2 separate regions of the Pan troglodytes genome follow, and region 2 is linked to region 1. The links are chromatin contacts, called in public HiChIP or PLAC-seq maps. All regions are on one chromosome and are shown on one strand. The core of a region is the stretch at or near the end of the contact, and the rest is flanking DNA. Distances in the headings are between cores, read along the strand shown. Region 1 overlaps CADM1 (cell adhesion molecule 1). Region 2 holds the start of CADM1 (cell adhesion molecule 1).

What was found. HiChIP or PLAC-seq counts read pairs in DNA pulled down with a chosen protein or histone mark.
Region 2: a contact with region 1 is called in an H3K4me3 HiChIP or PLAC-seq map of stem cell-derived excitatory neurons, with 3 times the contacts expected there. The contact joins the promoter of CADM1 here to the enhancer-like site in region 1. A contact is called at or near these places in 4 of 7 Hi-C or Micro-C datasets (blood, induced pluripotent stem cells and stem cell-derived neural progenitor cells), 1 of 1 datasets of contacts at active chromatin or transcription factors (stem cell-derived excitatory neurons) and 1 of 1 other capture datasets (stem cell-derived neural stem cells).

Annotation. Positions count from the first base shown.
Region 1 is chr9:117,258,708-117,263,634 of NHGRI_mPanTro3-v2.0_pri, reverse strand. All of the region lies in intron 1 of CADM1 (cell adhesion molecule 1), which reads left to right. Among named protein-coding and RNA genes, the nearest start is that of CADM1, 190 kb to the left of the region's middle. Within about 2 kb of position 2,899, at least 1 of the 24 cell types and tissues checked has an H3K27ac peak or open chromatin away from gene starts, as enhancers often do. A contact at or near this core is called in stem cell-derived excitatory neurons, where this site is marked.
Region 2 is chr9:117,446,571-117,451,497 of NHGRI_mPanTro3-v2.0_pri, reverse strand. CADM1 (cell adhesion molecule 1) reads left to right here and starts at 1,882. Exons shown (of 10, transcript XM_009424220.5): 1 at 1,882-2,201. The coding sequence starts at 2,078.

The sequences.
Region 1 (4,927 bases), core at 1,650-4,149:
ACAGTATAGGAAAATACTATAAACACCTATCTGCATAGGAAATTCAAAATAATAACTGATTTTATCCTATAAATTATTCAAGATTCTGACACAAGAAATTGCAAATTTTATTTATATGGAAACATGCTTTACTGCAAAATCATTGGTATTTCATTTCTTTATAGAACTAGATTTTCATCTAATTAAAATTTAGAAAAGTGCTCATCATGGTAGCTCACATCTGTAATCCCAGCACTTTGGGATGCCAAGATGGGAAGATTGCTTGAGCCCAGGAGTTCCAGACCAGCCTGGACAACATAGAGAGACCTCGTCTCTATAAAAAATAATTTTAAGGAAACTAGTCAGCCATGGTGGCATGTACTCCCAGCTGCTCGGGAGCCTGAGGTGAGAGGATCGCCTGAGGCCAGGATTTTAGGCTGCAGTGAGCTATGATCACACTACTGCACTCTGGCCTGGGTGACAGAGCGAGATACTGTCTCTAAAAAATACATGAATGAATGAATAAATAAATAAAATTTAGAAAAGATGGAACTAGATTGTTTCCCGTTTACTCAGCATATAGGTAACTTGCCGATTTTTTTGTAGCTCTGTTTAATAAAAATACACTACATAATCTCCAAATAAGGCCCCAACAGGAAGATAAAATTATGTTTGATAATTTTAGGGTTGTTAGGATTATTTATTTTAGTTCTCTAAAATTGGTAAGTTGTTAATTCTTCATCATCTACATGGTTTATCTAATGGCAATACCTTTTTTGAATGATGATGCATTTTTTGCATTATTTTTGTATTAGAGGAAGTAACAATATCTGTCAGGATGTACATAAACCAATAATTGACAATCTGTACCTGTAGCCTCAATTGCTCCCTTGAGCAGTCTGGCCCTTTTTGTTAAGATCATAGAATTTAGAATCAAAGAACTGCCTTCAGTTTCTGACTACGTGACTTATTAGCCGTGTGACTGTTTATTTTAGGAGTACTTTTTGGCTCCCAAAGAATTGGCAGGGTACCTATATAATGAGTAAATGGGAATATAATTCTACCTGCAAAATCACCAAAATAGTGATTTAAATAATGTTTTTTAAAACATTATTTAAAGTAGAAAGAAGTGGAGAGATGGGCAATCCAGGGCATGTATGGTGCTTCCACAAAAATCTTGAATTCAGCCTTCTTTTTTCTGCTTCACCATCCTCAGTTGGTGACTTTTTTACTGATGGTCATCTCATGGTCCAAGATGGAGTTTTTGCCAGTGCTGCTGCCTGTTAGGCAGCAAGGAAAGACAAAGAAGAGCTTCTTTTGGCACAACCAGTTTCTTTTCCAACCCACGCAACACTTCCTCTTAAAGCTCATGACCTAGATGTGAGGGAGGTAGGAAATGTTATCTTTACCAGACACAGCTTAAAAAGAGGGGTTCTGTTACCAAGGACAGAAAGAAGAATGGATGTTTGCGAGGCAACTAGCATTCTCTGCCATAGTGACCTTGGATCCTTTCATCTCATTGAGCCTCAGCGTTCTTGTCTATAAAAAATGGTTGTAAAAACAGGATCTAATTCAAGATCCTATTGTTTTGAGTATCAAGTGAGTTAATGCATATAATGCATTAAGCACAGTGTCTGGCATATAAGTAAGCAATAAATTTTAATTATTATTCTTGCTACTTCCTTAATATCTCTAGGTTAATGTCCTATAGATACTTAAAATGCTCATGTGTATTACAGATCCTTACTGCATTACCTAGCTCACCACCTACCTATTCCAACAGGCTGGAAACCTCAGAGCAATCTTTGAATATGTCTTTATTGCTGTCTGTACCTAAAAGTCATCAAGTATAATTCTGCCTGCAAAATTCTTCATGGATTTCTCAAACTTGTCCCTCCATTTCCATTCCCGTATCTGAATTCAAGCCGTCATCTTTCCTTGCCTTCTAGCCGTCTTCACTATCTACAAGATCACATCCAAACTCCTTAGAATAGTATTCATGTCTTCATGTAGTCTGATTGCAGTATTAAAAGCTTAATCTTGATTCCACCACATCTCCCTAGTCTCCAGATCACACACTTCTTGTACTCTAACTTCACTGAAAATTCACTATTCCCCAAATAGGACATTATGACTCTAGTTTCATCTTCAGGGTAAATTTTTACAAATTTTCAAGTTGAAACTTGAGGAAACTAAGCATAGATGTGTTTCAGCCTATAATTTTGAACATTAGGATGTGATTTCTGGAAACTCCTTTGTGATTTTATTTATGAGGCCAACAGATGGACAGGTATTCCAGTATTTCTTATCATAGCTGAGTATCTAAATGTATGAATATGAAAGAACAAAGGGCTTTTAAGTAAAAGGAATGGATGGAAGGGAATTGATGCATTTCTAAAGGATGGGTTAGTTTGTTCAGCAGTTCTGAAAGTATAGGTTTAGATCTAGAGACTCATTATTTTTACTTTGCTAGACAGTAGCATTAGTTTAGGTACTTAATGTGAATGTTATGTACGCATTTTGCTTTCAAATTAAAAAAAAATAAGTAGGGAAGGTTAGCTTTACTTTTATTGTGTGTGTGTGTGTAGTGTGTAATAGGATGTATAATGTAATTTCAAAGCCCTCTGATGCAATATTTTGAAACTAAGTTGGTAGTACAATTAAAACATATCTTTGGTCATAGATTACTTGGCCTTATGCCATTTTCATAGGCAATGTCCTACTTATATAGCCTGGATTGGCTGAGAAAAATAATTGCTGCTATGAAATAATTTTGCAATTACCATTGTAATTAAGGGCAGTTTGTTAATGAAAGTGCTTGGTGAATAATGACTGCAGGGCACTCCATCTTGCAGCTTCATGCCAGATGATTGGTTCATGTGGTGGAGGTAGTTAGGGAATTAGTGACACAGCTGTCATGGTTACAGGATGGATGTAAATATCCTTTGCAGTTGATGATGAAGAACAGTCATTAGCCTCCTGCCCCTTGGGAACTGGTCAGAGGAACAAAAATAAACTTAACACATGATGGTAAAAGCCATTCCTTATGTATCCTTTTCTTCAGTATGAACAATTAACATTCTGATAGAAGCTGCAGAGAGCATGTGGATGAACCCTCTCCACTTTACAGGCATGTTAGTGTGATAAATGTTCCTTCGTGTAGGGCATTGGTTGTTCACAGTTTATAACCACTCTTATTAGCTTATAGGCCAGTTAAAAACTGCTCTTTAGAGACCCACAGGCCCTATTTAAATTTTTCGTGTTCATCTCCAGGTGTTGTGTATTCAGTTTGACCCTTTAAAGACTGTCCACGGTTGGATTTTTGCATGCTGTCTGCAAGGCTGCAGGGGCAATTGAAGATCAGTTTTCTGTATCTGGGCTTACTTGCTTGTGTAAAATATATATTGTTATGAAGAAGACCTAGATGCTTATCTGATCCTCCTTTATAGTTTTTAAAAGTCATTGAAGGTTGAGGAGCCGTTTTTTCCGCCTTCTTCTTAAAATAAATGTCCTAGGTGTTTAAGTGTGCTTCGGATTTATATTCATTCCACTTCCTTGGTGTTTTGATGTTGTTTTTCATTGTAAATTTGCTTAAGCAATCTTTTGTGGAGTAATTTCATAACATGCACACACTGTGGTTTTACATTGAGTTGCTCGTGATCTGCAATTCATTAACTTTTGCTGACTAGGAAGTCAGTATAGCACGTTGCATTTTCTCTCACTTTATCTTGCTATATAGTCAGTTTTATTCCTTGTAAAAGATGTTAGTAGAACACTTCCTTAAGTATGGCTTCTCTTGCTGTCTCATATGCTAAATCTTTTCCTCTGGTCCAAGTCTTCTCAGGGCCTTAAGGAGAGATTGTTGGCATTTGTATCATTGCATTAGAGGTGACCAGATAGCCTCACTAAAGGAACATAACAGTTTTCTGGGTTTTAGCTCAAAATGACTATTCACGGTAACACTACACATTTTAAGGATGAATTTATTGCTGCTTGTGTCTGGATAAGATTCTTTGCATTTGCTGCTACTTTTGTGCCCATGTCTCCTCTTGGCTTTAGCAAGAGGAGGTGCCAAATGGAAGGATCGGAATTCCGCCTCGGAACTATCACACACTGTAGCCCAAACCTCTGCCTCTTCCTTTTCTCTTCTTTGGCCATTGTGGAAAGAATGAAAACTATCAACAAGCTGAACAAGATGAACAGAGCCTTGTTCAGATGTTTAAATGCCTCCTTTGCAACTGAGTTACTCACTCTCCCAAGATGAACTTTTCTCATTAGACATAGCTAACTCACTGTGGAGATGTTTCTAGCTGACTTGATTGTGATCAGACATTATAGGATGCAAGGTAATTGCTGACCCTAAATAGTAGGGGTGAGTCCCCCAAAGCCAAATAACTTGAAAAACCTTACATACTGAGCATTTTAAAAAATGTGTGTATCTTAGTCCAGTAAATGACAAAATCCTTTGGAAAATGGGCATTATTCTCAGGCATGTTCATGGCTGGCCAAATTATTTGGGTTTTGGTGAGATATGACTCTCTGGGGACTCTTCGCAGGATGCCTGGGTACAGGAGGAGCTGGAATGCTCCATATTAAACCAACACTGGGAAGCAAGAGGAGAGAAGCATGCAGAAAACACCCTCCTAGTTGAATGAAAATTGCACTGTATTATGACTTATTCCCTTTTTAGCAAAAGTATGGGCTTTGTGGTAGGTCAAGATAACTAAAATGGGAAAGAAAGAAACAATTGTGTTTTTAATTCGTGTTGCTCCAGGTAGTGGGACTGAGAAACTTTTCCTCTTTTTCAGGAGAGTTGTGACACGCTATAGTATTTAGATACTCAGTTTGTGTTCCCATTTTTGTTTTGTTTGGTGGTGTTTTGATTATTTCATTTTTTTTTTTTTTGGCTAAACATATGTGATGTGTGTTTAATTGAATTTCCAAGGCA
Region 2 (4,927 bases), core at 633-3,132, 190 kb before region 1:
GCAACCTCCGCCTCCTGGGTTCAAGTGATCCTCCTGCCTCAGCCTCCTGAGTAGCTGGGATTACAGGTGTATGTCATCACGCCTGGCTAATTTTTGTATTTTTATTAGAGACGGAGTTTCACCGTGTTGGCCAGGTTGATCTCGAACTCCTGACCTCAGGTGATCCATCTGCCTCAACCTCCCAAAGTGCTGGGATTACAGGCATGAGTCAGCGTGCCCGGCTGGCCTTAAATTTTTTATTCCAATTTTGGTGGAACTTTGCTCTCTATTTGGTCCGACCCAGGTACCTCACTGCCAGAGGTAGTAAGAACAGGTAGGACTTTGCAGACTGGGCATTATCCTGGCACCCACGTGGCAATGGTTTCCTGTCTCCTGTAGTGCTGTTCTCCTGTTGGAGCTTTCCCCACTTCTGAAGGACTGCCTGCAGTTCATGCATCGGGGCCTGTAATTACAGAGCAGAATATCCAGGGCTGTGAAGACCGGGCAGTCTCGAAATTAGTTTATGCATAATGGATAATAGGAGGCTGTTTTTAAGTGTAACTCATTTGGTGGGTTGGCAGATCATGACTTCCTTTTTGATATGTATTATTTATTTATTTTATAGCAAGATGAGGACAGAAGGCTGGGGAAGTCATTTGGTGCAGCTCTTCTAGACTATAGCTCAGACTTAGCAATTTACATTCAGTAATCTCTTGGTCATTTAGCCACAGATAATTTGTCATGGTTTGTTTTAGCTGTTGTGATATTGATATTTATTATGCAAATTGTATTTCCTACATCTTATTGTTCTGCATTCTATGAATACTTAAATTATTATAAACCTTTACACTTAATATGGCTCGTCCTTCAATTTGATGCTTGAGCAACAGAGGGTCAGAGCGCACACGATCTTCTAGAGGGGAAGAAAATAAGTAATTAAAAAGCAGACAAACAAGAGAGCCGGCTGCCTGGCTGAAAAGAAAGCAAAGAGAATTTCGGGGAGGGAGAGTGAGTCCGGAGATGCAAGTCGCTTTAGCAGGAGAGGCTCTCCCAGAGACAGGGGAAGCTCGGAGCACCTGTTGGTCCCCAGCTTCCTTAGGAAGGGCTGGGGGCGCAGAGGAGGAGTGAGAGGGTTTGAGCCCCGAAGGAGGAACACGGCAGACCCTGCCTTCACCACACTCCCTCTCCCCAACTCCCACCACCCCCGCTCTTCACCTGAAGCCTTGACTAATTTTTTCCGTTGTTGTGTAATCTTAAATATCTAATATTACAAATATTTCACACATATATTCAACACACACCTATATATTAAAACCAGGGAGGAGACCCTCGACAAGCGGAGGAGCCTGAGCATACCCTCCTCGATCTACCTTTCCCGAGATTCTGCCGCAAAAAGACCGACTGGAAAATCTCAGAACCCGACTCTACGGCTGCCTTCTCCAACTATCCCCGAGTCTACCGCTAGGCTGTTGAGCGGGCTCTCCCGCTCCGCCGGACGTGCAAAGCACGCATGCACTTCTCCCAGATTGTTTTGTCAATCCGGGGACCTGCCTTCTTACTCTCCACTCCCGCACAGCCCCCGTTCCCAAAGATCTATTCCTTCGGTGCAAGGTGAGTGACGGAAATTTGCAACGTCTGGTTCGCTAGGCCAGATGCACTCGGTGCGCGGGACAGAGGACCCTCTTAAGGGAGATTCTCCAGTCGTCGGTCTGATACAGCGATTGCTATAAACATTCCTAATAAAGGTGTACAAGAAGCTAGACCCGCCCCCTGGAGCCCGAGTCCTTGCACGCCAGGCGCCCGGGAGAACACTTTTTCCTTGATCCGGGGAAAGCAAAACCGAATTTTAACATAAACATATTTGCATACGCCCCTCCCCTTGGCCCCGCCCCTAGGTGGCGCGGGCGCGCCGCCGAACGCCAGCGCCAGGGGGCGGGGTGGGGGAGGGGGCGAGGCCCTCCAAGAGCCGGGTTGGGCTCGCGGCGCTGTGATTGGTCTGCCCGGACTCCGCCTCCAGCGCATGTCATTAGCATCTCATTAGCTGTCCGCTCGGGCTCTGGAGGCAGCCAACGCCGCCAGTCTGAGGCAGGTGCCCGACATGGCGAGTGTAGTGCTGCCGAGCGGATCCCAGTGTGCGGCGGCAGCGGCGGCGGCGGCGCCTCCCGGGCTCCGGCTCCGGCTTCTGCTGTTGCTCTTCTCCGCCGCGGCACTGATCCCCACAGGTAGGTGTGGGCACCGACCGGTTGGCCCCTAAATCTCCGAAGGCACCCCAGTAGCCTTAGCCACAGAGGGGGGGAAACGTTTCCATGACAACCTCCCCCCACTTCCTAAATCCGAAGCGGAGGGAGTGTGGAGAGGAAACTCAGGGCTGAGAGGGAAGGGGCTGAGGGGATCTGTGAGCCCCTTCTCCCCTGCCCGGCTAAGTGTGAATGAGAGTCCCCAGGGATGGCTGCACCCACACCTTCTCTCCCCGGCTTGGCGCGGGGTGCAGAGTGGAGTGAGAATGGGGGGCCCGGGGGCTGTAAAGCATGGGGGAAGGGGATGGTTCAAAGACAACCTCAACCCTTCCGGACCCTTCTAAACTCGCCGTTTTCCCCGTAACTTGCAGATCCTCCCACCTCCCAGGGCTGCCCATTCGCCCCCACCTCTCCAGAGGACCCCCCCAGTTCTCCATCCCCGAAGCCTCCTGGTGGCTGACTCCCAGCCGCCCGCGGCGTGATTTCTCCCCGGTCCCCAGGACATCCCCAGACTTGTCTGATCTCCCCTGCCCCTTCCCCCAACGCGCTCTGCCTTTCTCCCCTGTCCCCAAACTGCACGCCTCTCGTGTTTCCCTCCGGCCGTTCGCAGCCCTCCGCCCCCTCGGCTCTGCTGCGGGTCTTTTTGGCCCGGCTCCAGGCGGGGAAAGTTCCCCGGCCCGGCCCCGCGGGGGGGGCGGCCGCTGTCGCCGCCTCTGCGGGAAGGCGCCGGGAGCCCGCAGCCCGCCCGCCCCACAGCGTCCTCTGCCACGAGTGGGGACACGGGATTTCCCGGCTGCCTGTTCTTTCGGCGGCCCGAGGGTGGCGGAGGGGGCGTCGCGGCCTCTGCGGCCAGGCGGGCACCCTGCGGGCCTCCGCGCGCTCCCTGCGTGAAGAGCAGTCTTGGGAATTTGCCTAGGGGCGGCCCTGCACGCCCGGTGCCTTCCCTGAAGACACCGAGCACTCGGCTGGAGCCCGATGTGTGGCTGCCCGTGTGCCGGGCGCGTTGGCGCGGTCGGGAAAGAAGAGGGCAGTGTTTGCTTTTGCTAACAAAAGGGAGCCGGAGCTCTTCCCCAGAGGAGAGGCCGGCCGTGCTGCACCCAGCCTCCCTTCCCGCCACCTCGCCGCGCTTGGCAGCCGCGCGGCGTCCCCTGGCCCCTGCTGCAGGCTCCAGGCGGGCGCCGGGACCGAGTGGCACGGGGCCGCGGGGTGCGAGCGGCGATGCAGGAGGGGATGCAGCAGGGCTCTGAGCCTGCAAAGCCCCTCCTTGCAGCTCCAGAGCTGCAGGACCCGGGAGCAACAAGTGGCGGAGGACGCCGAGAGCTCAGCCCCCACCTGCGGAGCCCCAGGCCCGGGCGGGCACAGCGTTGGGGCCACGGTGCCGCTTCAGGGGCGCCTCTCCGCTTGGGCTGTGCCTTTTGTTTACACGCTAGAGGACACACAGTTATGTAAACACCGCAGGAGACACGCTGTAGGAGACGGGGGATGTGTAGGGGTGCTAGCTTGAGATTTGGGGGACGCCGGGTTGGCTGCTTGCCCCCAAAATAGGCTTGCAAAGGAGCTCGGCTTGGGGAACCTATTGGGGGGCGTCTGGCAGCAGCGTCAATTCCAGCGCTGAGGGTTTTTTTCTTCCATGCCACTGTCTCCGGATGTTGTTTATGTGTTTTTCCTCTGTGAATTCTTAATTTATGAGTTACGAGATAATTGGGTTCAGCCGATGCCGGTGTGGTTACAACTTCATTTCAGGTGATGCCTCTGACTGGATGGGTTCAATAAAATGTTCCTGAAAGAGATCCCTCGTGCTGCTGCATTGTAAAAAGCGCCAGTGTCAGTTAAACGTGAGCGTGAGTAAAGGCTCGGTAACTGGCGCATAATAGAGGCAACAATAGACTTGTATTGGCTGCAAAAAAAAAAAAAAAGCCGGGGGGCGGTGGAAAGCTGTGGTCGGGGATATTGCTTTTTGACTAAAAATGGGAGTCGTGCAATGACGCTTGGCAGCAGAAGTAGGATTAGATTATGCCTCCCCTGTCAAGACTGCTCATTGAAGGCACCGGGTAGTAGCAACGGTACTATATTTGTAACTATCTCGCGGTGAGAAGTTGCCTTCCCTGCGAGGGATATATGCTGACTTAGGAGCGGTCTGGAACTCAACCGTGCATGTCAAAGCTACATGAAAATTCTGTTGCCAGTTACCATGGAAGCAGCTTCTTGCTCTTGTGTACATCCCTGTTTGTATGCTGGTTATCAGATTGTGTTCAAATTAGAAAGTAATTGGGTTTGATTTGTAGTGAGGGGATGAGATGACTTTCTTAATTTTTTTCTCTTAATGCATATATATATTTCGTGGTGAGTTTGAGAGGAGGTCTTGGCTCATTCCGGGGTCCCATACCCCAGGGGTAAATTTCAGGTGGGCACCAAGGGACTTTTCCTCCTCAGTTCTGTTTAAGCTTTCTCAGAGGCCTCCAGTTCCCGCTCCCAGGGTTAAAGAAACCTGTTGGTGCATCTGACTTCATTAGGCTTGTTTCGTTTACATCCTTGCTGGGAAAGCGAATTAGGACCATCGTGCGTGGGTCCTGGTTCTGTTTTCTCCTGTAACTGAAGCCATCCATCCCCCGCAGAAAATCTCCTCTCATTTCTCCTGTGATGTTTGGATGAAATGGATGTTAATGAAATGCAGTAAAAATGGGTTTGCTTAAGCTCACTCCAGTGTTAAT